2 separate regions of the Pan troglodytes genome follow, and region 2 is linked to region 1. A link is a contact called in public capture Hi-C data. All regions are on one chromosome and are shown on one strand. The core of a region is the stretch at or near the end of the contact, and the rest is flanking DNA. Distances in the headings are between cores, read along the strand shown.

Region 1 (6,122 bases), core at 2,636-5,135:
ACCCTAGCCTACCTTTCTAGCCTTCTCTTTTGTAACTCTCTTCCCAAGACACACTGAAATGTTTCATTTCTCTAAGCATTGCTCTCCCTTGCTTCCAGCCAGACCTTTGCTTTGGAGGATGTGCTAGGATCTTAGTCATGGGACTTGTGCCCATGAGGTTTTTAGCCTAGGCAAGAAGCTGATTTGTGGGCTTCAACTGCTTCTCAGTGTAGGAAATAGTGAAGATTAGGTTGAAAGCACGTGCTCACAACATTTCTGAGACCCCTAGGGTGCCCATGTCCTTGGACAGATGAGTGATTAGGTTTTGGGGATGCTTCAGATACTGAGTCAGGAACTGACTGACAAACTACGTAATTGTTTCCTGCTCAGGTCCGGGCAGCTCCCCCTCCACCTACACAGAATCACCGAAGGCCAGCAGAGAAGATTGAAGATGTGGAAATCACACTGGTGTGATGATGGGCTTGCCCATCCATTACTGCTACAATCAAGGCCAGGCTTGGAGTTTGGCCAGTCTTGTTTTTTAGGCACCTTTGCATGATGATGACTCTTGAACAGAGCAAAAAACAAGGAGGATTATGTGTGACTGGGTGGCCTGGTAGACTCCTCCCACGTTTTGAATATTTCGTGCCTTTTTTTTTTTGTTGTCATTTTCTATGTCATTTCTCCTACCATAGCACAAATCCTAGCGGACCCTAGGAGCAAAGAGGGGGGCAGCCCTCATGCCTAACAGTGGTCTGTTTTTATATGAGACTCAAGACCAGGCCTCATTCCAGGGCACAGTCCCTAAATTACTGATCATGTGCACTCGTACAGTATATTACTGTGACCACAAGGATGTGGCAAAGATTCTCATCTTTCTTCAAGTGGCTTTTGCTCATCTGATTGAGAATTAATCAGATCATGTTGGCTACATAAGGAAACAGAAGGAGGGATTTCAGGAGAGGCTGGCTCCTCCCCAAGGTTAGTCCCCAGACTGAGAAAGTGAAACCTTATTGGGAAAAATTGGACTGCCCTGAATTTAGCACCAATTGCATTAACGCACATCTCTTCCACAACTAACAGACTTAAAATAACAGTGTCCTTCGTATTAATATCTGTGCCATTCATTTAGAATTAGCAGAGCTAATATGGAGGGGCTGAACTAGTAGCCACATCTTGTTCATCACATAGACTAATAGAAAGGAGGCTGTGGCTAAAGCAGAAATGGAACTTCCTGATCTGAAATTAGCCAATATAATGTTCTTTTGTATTTGGGTATTTTTCATCTTAATTTTTACAGCATATACTCTTCTTACCAGTATCCTTAGAATCCAAATGTCTAGATAAGTTGAGGACACATACCTGCATTGTTGAGCTTCTCTACTGGGGACGCCCCGGCATTATTTTATTCCCAAGCCAGCAGACCGGCCCAGACAGCCAGGCTGTGGCTGGTCCAGACCAACTGCTATGGTGGAAAATGCAGCTTCCAGGTCCCACTACCCTGACATTTCCGTGGAAGGAAGAACCTGGTGGCTCGTGGAGGAAACCAGCTTTCTATGAGAAAGGACTGAAGGATTGCGCACCCTGCACAAGTACAGATTGACCAGGAAAAGACAAGTGTCTTCTGTGTGTCACAGGGAAAGCCAGGAGTGGCCTTCTCTGCAGGCCAGCAAGCCTGCAGCAGCAGGTGCCCCCACGTCAGGTGCTGACTGTCCGCTGTCCGCTCCTGTAGAAGGTAGGGAGCACAATACCTAGGGACTAAGGGATGTTCGCCGGTTGTGGTTTGTTTTTTTTTTTTTTCCTTGGTTAAGAAATCAAATTTGCAGAATTTAATCTACAAGTTGTATTATGCTTTGAAAACTCCATCCCTCCTAAGAATCTTAAAAAACTTGAAATGCTCGCCAAATGTCCCCATGGGATTTTTGACCAAAAGTAAGGTGATAACTGAAGAAATTTTTAGTTCTTTGATCACTTCAGTGACAATACCCATTGATGAATCTTCTCCATGATTTGGGGTTTTTTTCGTTGTTGTTTTTTACACTTCTTAACCTGTTGATCTATTTGAGGTCTTTTGTGTTTATCAAACTTATTCTTAAGTTTAAAAAAGAAATTAAAAGGGTGGTTTTTTTAAGATTTTAAAGTTTGCTAACATATTAAAAATCTTCAAATGCTTATTAAATAGAGCAGTTCTTGCCACCCAGTCTTGTATTCTGTCTTTAGCTAGCCAAATTGTCCTTGAATTTGGGTTTTCCACAACCTCAAAGGGTTATTTGAAATCTTTTGTTGTATTTTAAAATATTTTTTGGAAGAGCTGCTAATTTTATTTTAAAAAACAAAGTTGTGAAACATGCCTCCTTTTTAAAAAATAACCCCTCCATCCAGGATATGGAATCCAGCACCACAGTGCACAGGTCAGGGCTCGGAGGGAGCCTCTGTGCAGATGTGCTTTCTTTACAGTGGCTGTAAAAAGTTTGTATTTATTAATGTATAAAATGTTGAATAATAAAAAAAATGGAATTATGTTTTCTAAGTTTTAATATAGAAAGGTTTGGGTAAACAGACCTTTCCAAAAGGCCCATGCTTCTTATAAAAACATTCCTGGGCCCTCCTTTAAACCAGCTAACAGACAGAGAGAGGAGAAAGTAAATTAATCCATCTATGAGACAGACAGTCCCTGAAGCCCCCATGTGCTAGGTGTAATATCCTGGGTACTAGAGATGGCAGTAAATAGGTTACGGTCTTTGCTTTTCCCATGGGAAAAAAAAGAAATACGTGAGGACAGTACTGTGGGACATGTGCTAGAAGGGAGGGGCAGATAGCATAGAGGCAGCTGAGGAGGGAGCTCTGATTCTGCTGCTGGAGGGGTGAGAGGAAGGTCACTGAAGTCCCCTTGCCGGATGTGACCACTGGCTTCCAGGAAGCGGGCATTCTGGATGCCTCTCCCCTTTCCTAAACCTCCACCCTAAGGAGTAATGAATTGTGTGAAAGGAGATTTTCTCGGTCCCAGGGGTGGATGGAGCATTCTTAGTCAAAGGCTGAGTCCCCCTGGCTTCCAGCCAGCCACACTGAGGACCAGGACACAGCCTGTTTGGGGAAGGGCCCCACAAGCTCTCCTCTTTCCTGGAGCTGGGGACATGCAGTAAGCATTTTTCCAGACATTATCCTGTGCATAAGACTCTTAAGTGTACACACTGCTTGTTTACATAAAAATGTGTTCAGCCGGGCGCAGTGGCTCATGCCTGTAATCCCAGCACTTTGGGAGGCCGAGGCAGGCGGATCACTTGAGGTCAGGAGTTTGAGACCAGCCTGACCAACATGGAGAAACCCAGTCTCTACCGAAAATACAAAATTGGCTGGGCATGGTAGCTCATGCCTGTAATCCCAGCTACTCTGGAGGCTGAGGCGGGAGAATCGCTTGAACCTGCGAGGCAGAGGTTGCGGTGAGCTGAGATTGTGCCATTGCACTCCAGTCTGGGGAACAAGAGTGAAACTCTGTCTCAAAAAAAAAAAAAAAAAATATGTTCCAGTATAAATGTTGGGTAGATTCCTAAGTGTGGAATTTGAGGGTCAAAAAGGTATGTATTTAATTTTGTTAGATTTTGCCAAATTGGCTTCCTATAAGGACTATATCCATTTACACTCCCACCAACCGCATATGGACTTAGGAGCCAGGAGGTCTGGGTTAAATCCTGGCTCTGCCACTTGACAGCCATGGGGACTGAGCCTGTGTCCTCATCTGGAACCTGAGAATAAGACTGTGGTTCCAGGAAGGCCATATAAAGTGTGCCACAGGCTGGTCACCACGAACTCTTCTCACCACCACCTCTCCTGCCTTTTCTCACCACCACCTCTCCTGCCTCTTCTCAGTGTCCTTCCCTCCAGAACTAGGGTCCTTGATAGTCTTCCAGGCCCATAGTAACGCACAGAGTTGTCATAAGGCCCAAGGGAAAGAATGTGTGTGAAGTGCTCTACCAAAAATGTGGGAAGGGCTGTCAGGACACGAAATGTCATTTCCGTCTTCTGACTTCCCTGCCAGTGAAAGCTGCTTTCGGTACTGGAGGTTCCGTCTGTGACCAAGGGCAAAGCTCAGCTAACTGCCTAACCCCAGCGTCATAGCTAAATTTTGGTCTCCTTCATCACAGGAACTGACTTGATGCATGATGCAATCAAGCCACAGGTTCTCAGTACACCACCTAGATCCCCTTCCTCTCTGACCCACCACCCCAGCCACATTCACAAGCCAGAGACCCAGTGGGAGGGCATCATCTGGCCTTAGCCCTGCCACTGCTTGATGGAAGACCTTTCCCTCTTAGCTGCCACATCCTCAATTGTAAAAGGAATGGAATGATGGCTGGGCACGGTGGCTTACGCCTGTAATCCCAGCACTTTGGGAGGCCAAGGCTGGTGGATCACCTGAGATCAGGAGTTTGAGACCAGCCTGACCAACATAATGAAACCCCGTCTCTTACTAAAAATACAAAAATTAGCCAGGTGTGGTGGCGGGTACCTGTAATCCCAGCTACTCGGGAGACTGAGGCAGGAGAATTGCTTGAACCCAGGAGGCAGAGGTTGCGGTGAGCCAAGATCATGCCACTGCACTCCAGACTGGGTGACAGAGCAAGACTCTGTCTCCAAAAAAAAAAAAAAAAAGGAATGGAATGAGGTTATCTCCAAGAGCTTATCTAACTCTCATGCCCTGGATGAGTTGTTTCTAGATACAGAGAACATCACACAAAAAAGGTCACAATATTTGAAACCAGACTTACTAATACACAGACTTCTTTGGATGGCAAGAAATTGAAAAGAAAACAAGCCACTGGACTCTCCCGCTGGGACCTGGGACAAAACAAACCTTTATCCTCTAGATTGCAACTGCATCCCAGGCTGCTCTATCCACTCACTGCCTGAAGAACCCAGCCGCAGCTTTTGGTTTTGTGGCCAATGACTGCCCAGCCCTCTCCCAGTGGCCTTAGGATGAAATCCAGCTGCTCTGAATCTTCGCATTTATTTTGTTCATTGTGAAGTTGTTTTTCATGACAGAAATATAACTAAATTACAGAAATTTTAGGTTAGAAGGGGGAGGATTGTAATTTATCCCCAAATCCTGCAACTTTTAAGTTTCCTCCTAGACTCTTCCTGTGTTTGCCTTGTTACTGCTCGATCTGCCAAGAACCAAATGAATGCCAAAGAGCATCTTGTTCCTAGACTATTTTCCCTCGGTCCCAGAGGCCAAAAAACACACTTTTGCTGTGTCTGTTTCTGAGAGCTCTGGTCTGGGAATATTTTCCTGAAAAAAAAAAAAATTTTTTTTTTTTGAGACGGGGTTTCACTCGTCACCCAGGCTGGAGTGTGATGGCACTATGTCAGCTCACTGCAACCTCTGCCTCCTGGGTTCAAGCGATTCTCCTGCCTCAGCCTCTCAAGTAGCTGGGATTACAGGCATGTGCCACCACACCCGGCTAATTTTTTTGTATTTTTAGTAGAAACGGGGTTTCACCATGTTGGCCAGGCTGGTCTCAAACTCCTGACCTCAGGTGATCCACCTGCCCCAGCCTCCAAAAGTGCTGGGATTACAGGCATGAGCCACCTTGCCCGGCCTTTCCTAGAATGTTTTATGCTGAAACATTGACAGAAATGAACCCAGGGACAGGACTCACAGCCCTTCTACACTGCGCATAGAACTCACTCTTCACCACTTGCTCCTGTGAGGAACAGAAAAGAGCACAGCCAAAGGAAATGTATTCCAGTCCCCAGGCCACCTCAGATTAGCTGTGACTTGAGGCTCATCCCTTCACCTTCTGGACCCTGCTTTCCTCATCTGTAAAGTAGGAACAAGCAGATAGTGCAACTTCTAAGATCCAGGAGGATGAAATAGGGTAATGTACAGATAAGCTGAAAATGTTTGTGATGAGTGAATGTGCCTCCAGTGGAAGAGCCTGTATCCAGGCATGGATATGTCTGAATCTCACAGATGGGTCCACGTCTGATGGTGTCAGATCTCTCCAGAAACCACCTCTATTCAATACAGCAAATGTGCTGCCCCAGGTAGTGTTCAGGTCTCTGGAGCCTTGTCACTGAGGGGCTTGCATCTGGTGGGAGAGACTCAGCGCAACAGCAGACTGAAGCCAGGGACTGAGAGATGA
Region 2 (6,122 bases), core at 2,037-4,536, 400 kb before region 1:
AAGGGATTCTGCAATACATCCAGTATTCCACAATACACGTGTTACTCCTCAGGTACACTGTTCAGTCATTCTGGTTTTTCTGGCAGCCCAAGATGTAGGGCCATTTCCTAATCTATTTAATAATAGGCATATCATCTGGCGTCTGCTCAGCTCAGCCCACGGCCTTGGAACAAATGGACCCAATTAAAAGGCCATCATAGGGGAATTCAAGGGAAGAGGAAAAAGCCATTGATCAAATCAATGCTCAGTTGCCCTGGGGCTGGTTTGTGACCAGCTATGCCAGAGTCCTTCCCCCTATCCTCTCCCAGATGCTGTCCTAGACCTGAGGACCTTCCCGCCACCCCGGTCCCATCCTCCTCTCCTCCACCCCCACCCACTGACTAGCTGTGTGGCCTCACACTACATCTTCTCTAGATCTCAGGGTCACTGTCTACAAAACATTGTAGGCATCCTCTGCACCCCCTCTTCTTTTATCACCTCCTTCCATCCAATCCATAAAGAATCCCATTCACTCTTCCTTCAGAATACATCTGGCATTGGTCCACTTCTCCCCACCTCCATGGCTACCACCTGGTCCCAGTCCTCAGCCTGAGCTCTCACCTGGATTTCTGCAACAGCTCCTCCCTGTAGTCATTACTTCTGACCTTGCCCCACTGTGGTCTGTTCTCAGCACAGCAGACAGACCAATCCTTCTAAAATGTAAGTCAGATTCTATCTCCTCCTCAGACGTTGCATGGCTTCCCTTCTCATTCAATGTCCTACCAGATCTCCCCCGACCTCTGGCCTCCCCTCCTCCCCTCCAGGCCCACTCCACCCCAGCTGCAGGCCCTAGGGCTTTGCACTTACTGGTCCCTCTTTCTGGGAGCTCTTTTCCATTTGGCTAACTCCCACACCTCTTTCAAGTATTTGCCCAAATGCCTCCTTTTCACCCAACCACCCTATTTAAAATTGCAACCTTCATGTCCTCACAATCCCTCTCCCTGTTGTTTTTTGCCTCCTACAGAGCTTGTCACCTTTTAACACACCATATAATTTACATTCTATTATGTTCACTGCTTATTATCTCTCTCCCCCTACTAGAATGTAAGCTCAAGGGCATTGTCTTTGTCTTTTTTTTTTTTTTTTTAAAGAGACAGAGTCTCGCTGTGTCTCCCAGGCTGGAGTGCAGTGGCATGATCTCGGCTCAGTGCAACCTCTGCCTCCTGAGTTTGAGCAATTCTTCTGCCTTAGCCTCCCGAGTGGCTGGGACTACAGGCGCCTGCCACCACACCCAGCTAATTTCTTTTGTATTTTAGTATAGACGAGGTTTCACCGTGTTGCCCAGGCTGGTCTCAAACTCCTGAGCTCAGGCAATCTGCCTGCCTCAGCCTCCCAAAGTGCTAGAATTACAGGCGTGAGCCACCACACCTGGCTGTCTTTGTTTTTTTATTCACTGATGATTTACGGGCATTACACAGAGCAGTACCTGGCACATAGTAGGTACTTACTAAATATTTGTTGAATAAATGAATGAATGAGTGGGTGATAATAAGGTTCCTGCCTCAAAGGGCCACTGTGAAACTTGTAAAATAATTAATTTATTTCCTTTGCAAAGGAAAGGAATGTGCCGGGCACTGATGGGCACGGAGGATAAAGCAGTGACCAAAACAGAGATCCCTGCCTTTTGGGAACTTTCATTCTAGCAAGGAGAAACAGCATAAATAAACTATGATGTGAGTATGGTTACCATCCCCCCCAACTTTTTTTTTTTTAATTTGAGATGGAGTCTCGCTCTGTTGCCCAGGCTGCAGTGCAGTGGCGCAATCTCGGCTCACTGCAACCTCCGCCTCCTGCCTCCCGGGTTCAAGGAATTCTCCTGCCTCAGCCTCCCAGGTAGCTGGGATTACAGGCACGTGCCACCATTCCCAGCTAATTTTTGTATTTTAGTAGAGATGGGGTTTCACCATGTTGGCCAGGCTGGTCTCAAACTCCTGAGCTCAAGTGATCCACCCGCCTCGATCTCCCAAAGTGCTGGGATTACAGGTGTGAGCTGCCATGCCCGGCCGGTTACCCCCTTTGTTTACGATGAGAAAACAGTTACCCAAGGTCGCCTGATTGATGAGTGGCAGAGCTGGGATTCAAACGCAAGTCCCTCTGACTCCAGGATTTGTGTGCTTTCTGTGCTGTGAATGAGGGCATCTGGGTTTATGTGGAGTAAAAGCTTGTGGGTGAGAGGTGTGCAGAGATCTGAGAGGACGGCTTAGGAGGCTGGCTGAGGCTTCCCATCTTACCTCTGCTTCTGGATCCACCCAAGGACCCCGAACTCAGGCCTCCCTTTCCACATGACTTCCACAGGAGTCAGACACATCTTACCTACGGACATGCTGGTGGGATCCAAATTACAGGCATCTCGGGTGTGGTGGATGAACCCCAGCTTCTTCCCAGATGGAGTTCCTGGGAGAACCGGCTGTGCTAGTCACACTTCTCCGGGGCATGGAGTGCAGTTTTGGAGGCTGTCCTGTGAGAAGACAAGGACTTCTAGGGGCGTGCGGAGGGCACGGGTCTCTGGTGAGGATGGGGTTACCGGAGTGGGGTAGAAGAGGGAGTTAGGGGTGCCCATTCTTTGGAAAGGGCATGGTTACACCCTTCCATGTCCTTCCATGGCTGCCCTAGGCAGATGTGCTGTGTCCCTGAGGCTGAGCTGGGGAGGCCCAGGACCCTGTGAAGAGTGGTCTTCCACAGGAAAAGGGATTGCTCGGCAGGGAATGATCTCTACCCCTGGCTGGGGTGCAGGAGACGGACATCACGGTTTGGGCCAGGCACCGTCACCTTGTTGGCAAGTCAGGGCATGTTGGCAAGTCACTGTATGCAAATTGTGTTCTCTGTTTCAATTGTCAGCTCTCCCCCCGGACCCTCACACTCAACAGCCTGGCTGCAGCCGGATCATTTTCTTATCACCCCATAGGCGAAGGTCTGGATCCCAGCCTGTTTCCTGCCACTGCTGCCAGCTTTGGCCACCAGGGGGAAGCAGAGCAGCACCAACCAACCTGGGGCCCTTCGTAGACTAAACAGCCAGGGCAGAGCACAGAGTGGACTGTCCCTGTCCGCCTCCCTTTGCTCCCAAGGATTCTGGGGACAGGGAGCAAAAGGGGAGGGTGATGGGGAGTGGGGAGGGAAAGGGAGTTAGAGTGGGAGGGAGGGAAGGAGAGGGGGTGCCACAGAGCTGGCAGCTGGACCCTCCATTCCCATCTCTTCCTGCCATTCCACTTCCACTTCCGGGGTTTAGTCTGACTCCTGGCAGCCCCTTGTTGCCCCCCTCTGGCCTGGCTGCCCACCTGCAGCCCTTCTGTCTCTGAGTGTCCACTTGGTACCCGCCAGGACTGCCCCTCGCCCCTCACCATCCTCCCTCGAACATGTGATCATTCAACACACACATAAACACACGTGCACACACACAGAGACAGCACACACTGTGTGGACTAAGGTGGCAGGCTTTTAATTTCCTCCCCCACATTTTATAATTGCTTTGGTCACAAAGGCAGGTCTAACAGTTTAATTCCACGCCAGAGAGGAGGGGACTTTTCATGTGGCTGCTGATTTGGAATTTGGTTCCAGGACATAAATCTGAGGACACATGGGGTAAAATAGCCCGCTTTCTAAAGAAACCTGGAAACAACTGGGGTAAGACACCTTCTCAGGGTTCCTTGCCCCAGCTCTCTACACACCCCACCTCACTCTACACGCTGAACCCTGGGCACCATGGATTCAAAGACATCTTTGCCACTGTGAGATCTCAGCCAAGTGTGGGGTGTGGGGTGGGAGGGGGACAGGCTTCCACACCCCCAGCAGGGTGTGCAGGAAAATCACTCAGGGAGACCAGGGTATCAGTCAGAGTCCCAGCAGGAAAGACGTTGCACACTCTAATCAGGTCATTTTGGGATAGCTTAGCGGAGAGACTGTTTTTACAAAGGTGTGGACTGATGTTTGGAGAGTTCTGTGCAGGGGGCACTGATGGCCCAGGAAGCAAGGTCAGCAAGAGAGGGCTGTAGCATCACCAGGAAAGACACATTGGTCCCTTTCCTCCCCACCCTGCCCCAACACCTAGAGGAGAGAGGGACCCAGAAGAGGAGTGATGAAGGTCCTCACAGCACGGGGGAAGAGGACAGGTGAGTGTTCAATTAAGTAGGCGATGGAAATCTTAAACCTGACTTTGTTACCCAAAAGTGACTCAAAAGTTTGGAGTTTGCCAAATGCACAGTTTATGGATGGGAAAGGAAAATCACACGTCACTGAGCAGGGAGCATGGGTGGGAGGAAAATCAAACAGTTGCATGTTTGTGCCTCACTGCATTGTCGCTGTCTAGTAAACCGGGAAAAGAGGTATTGGTATTACCAGTTCAATTTTCCAGATGAAGAAACTGAATTTGCAGTCCCAGAATTGGTGATGGCTGAACTGGGCCAGAGCCCTGCTCCTGCATCAGCTGCCCTGTGGCCCCCACCCTCCCCTTTGCCCCAGAGCTGCTGCTCTGTCACCCTGAGTTCAGTCACAGTCAGCGTGGGCTGCTATAACAAAATGCCACCGACTGGGTGGATTAGAAACAAGAGACATTTATTTCTCACCATTCTGAAGACGGGAAGTCTAAGATCGGGGTGCCAGCATGGTTGGGATCTGGTGAGGGACCTCTTCCAGGTTGCAGACTGCCAACTTCTCATTATATCCTCACATGGTGGAAAGAGGGTGAGGAGCTCTCTGGGGTCCATTCTGTAAGGGCACTAAACCCATTCATGAGGGCTGCACCCTTAGGACCTGGTTACCTCCCAAAGGCCCCACCTTCTAATACCATCACCTTGGCAGTTGGGATTTTGACATATGGATTTGTGGGGTGGGGGACACAAACATTCAGTTCCTAACAGCCACATTTGGTAAAAATGGGACTCAGTGGGGAGAAAGGGTTTAAGGTCAGGCCCCTGCACTGGGCTCACTCCAAGGTCAGAGCATGAGCTGCACCTCTCCACCCACACCACTTGGGCTGCTATCCCAGGTGCCCATCCCGGGAAGCTCAGTGGTGAGCTCTCAGTTCCAGGAGCCACAGACTGGAGCTAATGAAGTTGACTGAGGCAGTGGGAGCAGCCAAAGAGCCCTGGGCTTACATCCAAGCTTCACACTGACTGCTGTGTGACTGGGTAAGACACAGCCCTCTCTGGGCCACCAGTCCCACTAAGCAGCCAAACAATACCTGGGGTCCCTGCCAGGAGGGAAAACTCATTCCAACTGGTTGTGTCTCCCAGGAGTCTCACGTGATGTTTCACAATGGTCTTCAGGAGTTAACAGCCCCAGGAAATGATATCAGGGTGGGGAGGTAAGGAGCAGGGCCGGGAGGTGAGGAGCAGGGCAGAGAGGCTTGGAAACTAGGGGCAGGAGATATTTTGGGGCAGGCAGGTCCCCCACGTCACTGCTGGACAATGGTCCAGGACAGTCATTGTACTGGGAGTGGAAAATCCTCTTCTGACTCCATCTGCAAGGGCTGAAAATAGTCCAGGGCCATGGGTGGAGCCCCCAGGGACAGGGGGTGACTAGCCCTGCCTGGCCCATTGTTCCTGGCTGGGACAGGGCTGAGACTGACACCTGAGCTGGAGCCAAGACAGAGGCAAGCCCAGGAATTCCCCCATTGGAGGAGGAGTGGCCAGGCAGAGCCAAGTCCTATCGAAGATGGGGAAAGCGAGGCCCAGAGAGGGACAGTGACTCCCCCAAGTTGCACAGTGCATCAGGGCAGAGGAGGATGAGTTTGACTCGGGCTCAGTTCTCACCCCAACCCTTCACCCCCACAAGCACACCCCTCACTCTGTAGTCTGGTCACTCCTGGCCAAGCCCCACCCTCCACCTTGCAGGAGGCAGGAGCTCCAGACATTGCACTGTGTGGCTCCGTGTGGCGGCAGTGGGGTCACTTCACTTCTCTGGTCACTTGATGCTGGGGAGAAACACTGCCTCCACCCTAGTCCTCAGAACTGGGGGCCTGGAGGGTCTTGGAAATGCCCGGGGAGCAGCTGTTGGTTGTGCCTTCACTGAGGTGGGGAAATTGGAACAGGGGAACAGGTCTCCAGGCCCTACAGTGCAGTCCAGAGAAGGCAGGCAAGTGACCTCAG

What was found. Capture Hi-C pulls out chosen DNA fragments and counts their contacts.
Region 2: a capture Hi-C map of stem cell-derived neural stem cells shows a contact between it and region 1, with 4 times the contacts expected there. The contact joins two enhancer-like sites. A contact is called at or near these places in 2 of 7 Hi-C or Micro-C datasets (induced pluripotent stem cells and stem cell-derived neural progenitor cells), 1 of 1 datasets of contacts at active chromatin or transcription factors (stem cell-derived excitatory neurons) and 1 of 1 other capture datasets (stem cell-derived neural stem cells).

Annotation. Positions count from the first base shown.
Region 1 is chr9:74,869,769-74,875,890 of NHGRI_mPanTro3-v2.0_pri, reverse strand. The region is part of intron 16 of ATG16L2 (autophagy related 16 like 2); the gene reads right to left. It overlaps FCHSD2 (FCH and double SH3 domains 2), which reads left to right. Exons shown (of 20, transcript XM_016921547.3): 20 at 370-2,499. The coding sequence ends at 453. Among named protein-coding and RNA genes, the nearest start is that of ATG16L2, 22 kb to the right of the region's middle. Within about 2 kb of position 3,885, at least 5 of the 24 cell types and tissues checked have an H3K27ac peak or open chromatin away from gene starts, as enhancers often do. A contact at or near this core is called in stem cell-derived neural stem cells, where this site is marked.
Region 2 is chr9:75,273,660-75,279,781 of NHGRI_mPanTro3-v2.0_pri, reverse strand. P2RY2 (purinergic receptor P2Y2) reads right to left here. Exons shown (of 4, transcript XM_016921568.4): 4 at 1,921-6,122. Among named protein-coding and RNA genes, the nearest start is that of P2RY6, 22 kb to the left of the region's middle. Within about 2 kb of position 3,286, at least 5 of the 24 cell types and tissues checked have an H3K27ac peak or open chromatin away from gene starts, as enhancers often do. A contact at or near this core is called in stem cell-derived neural stem cells, where this site is marked.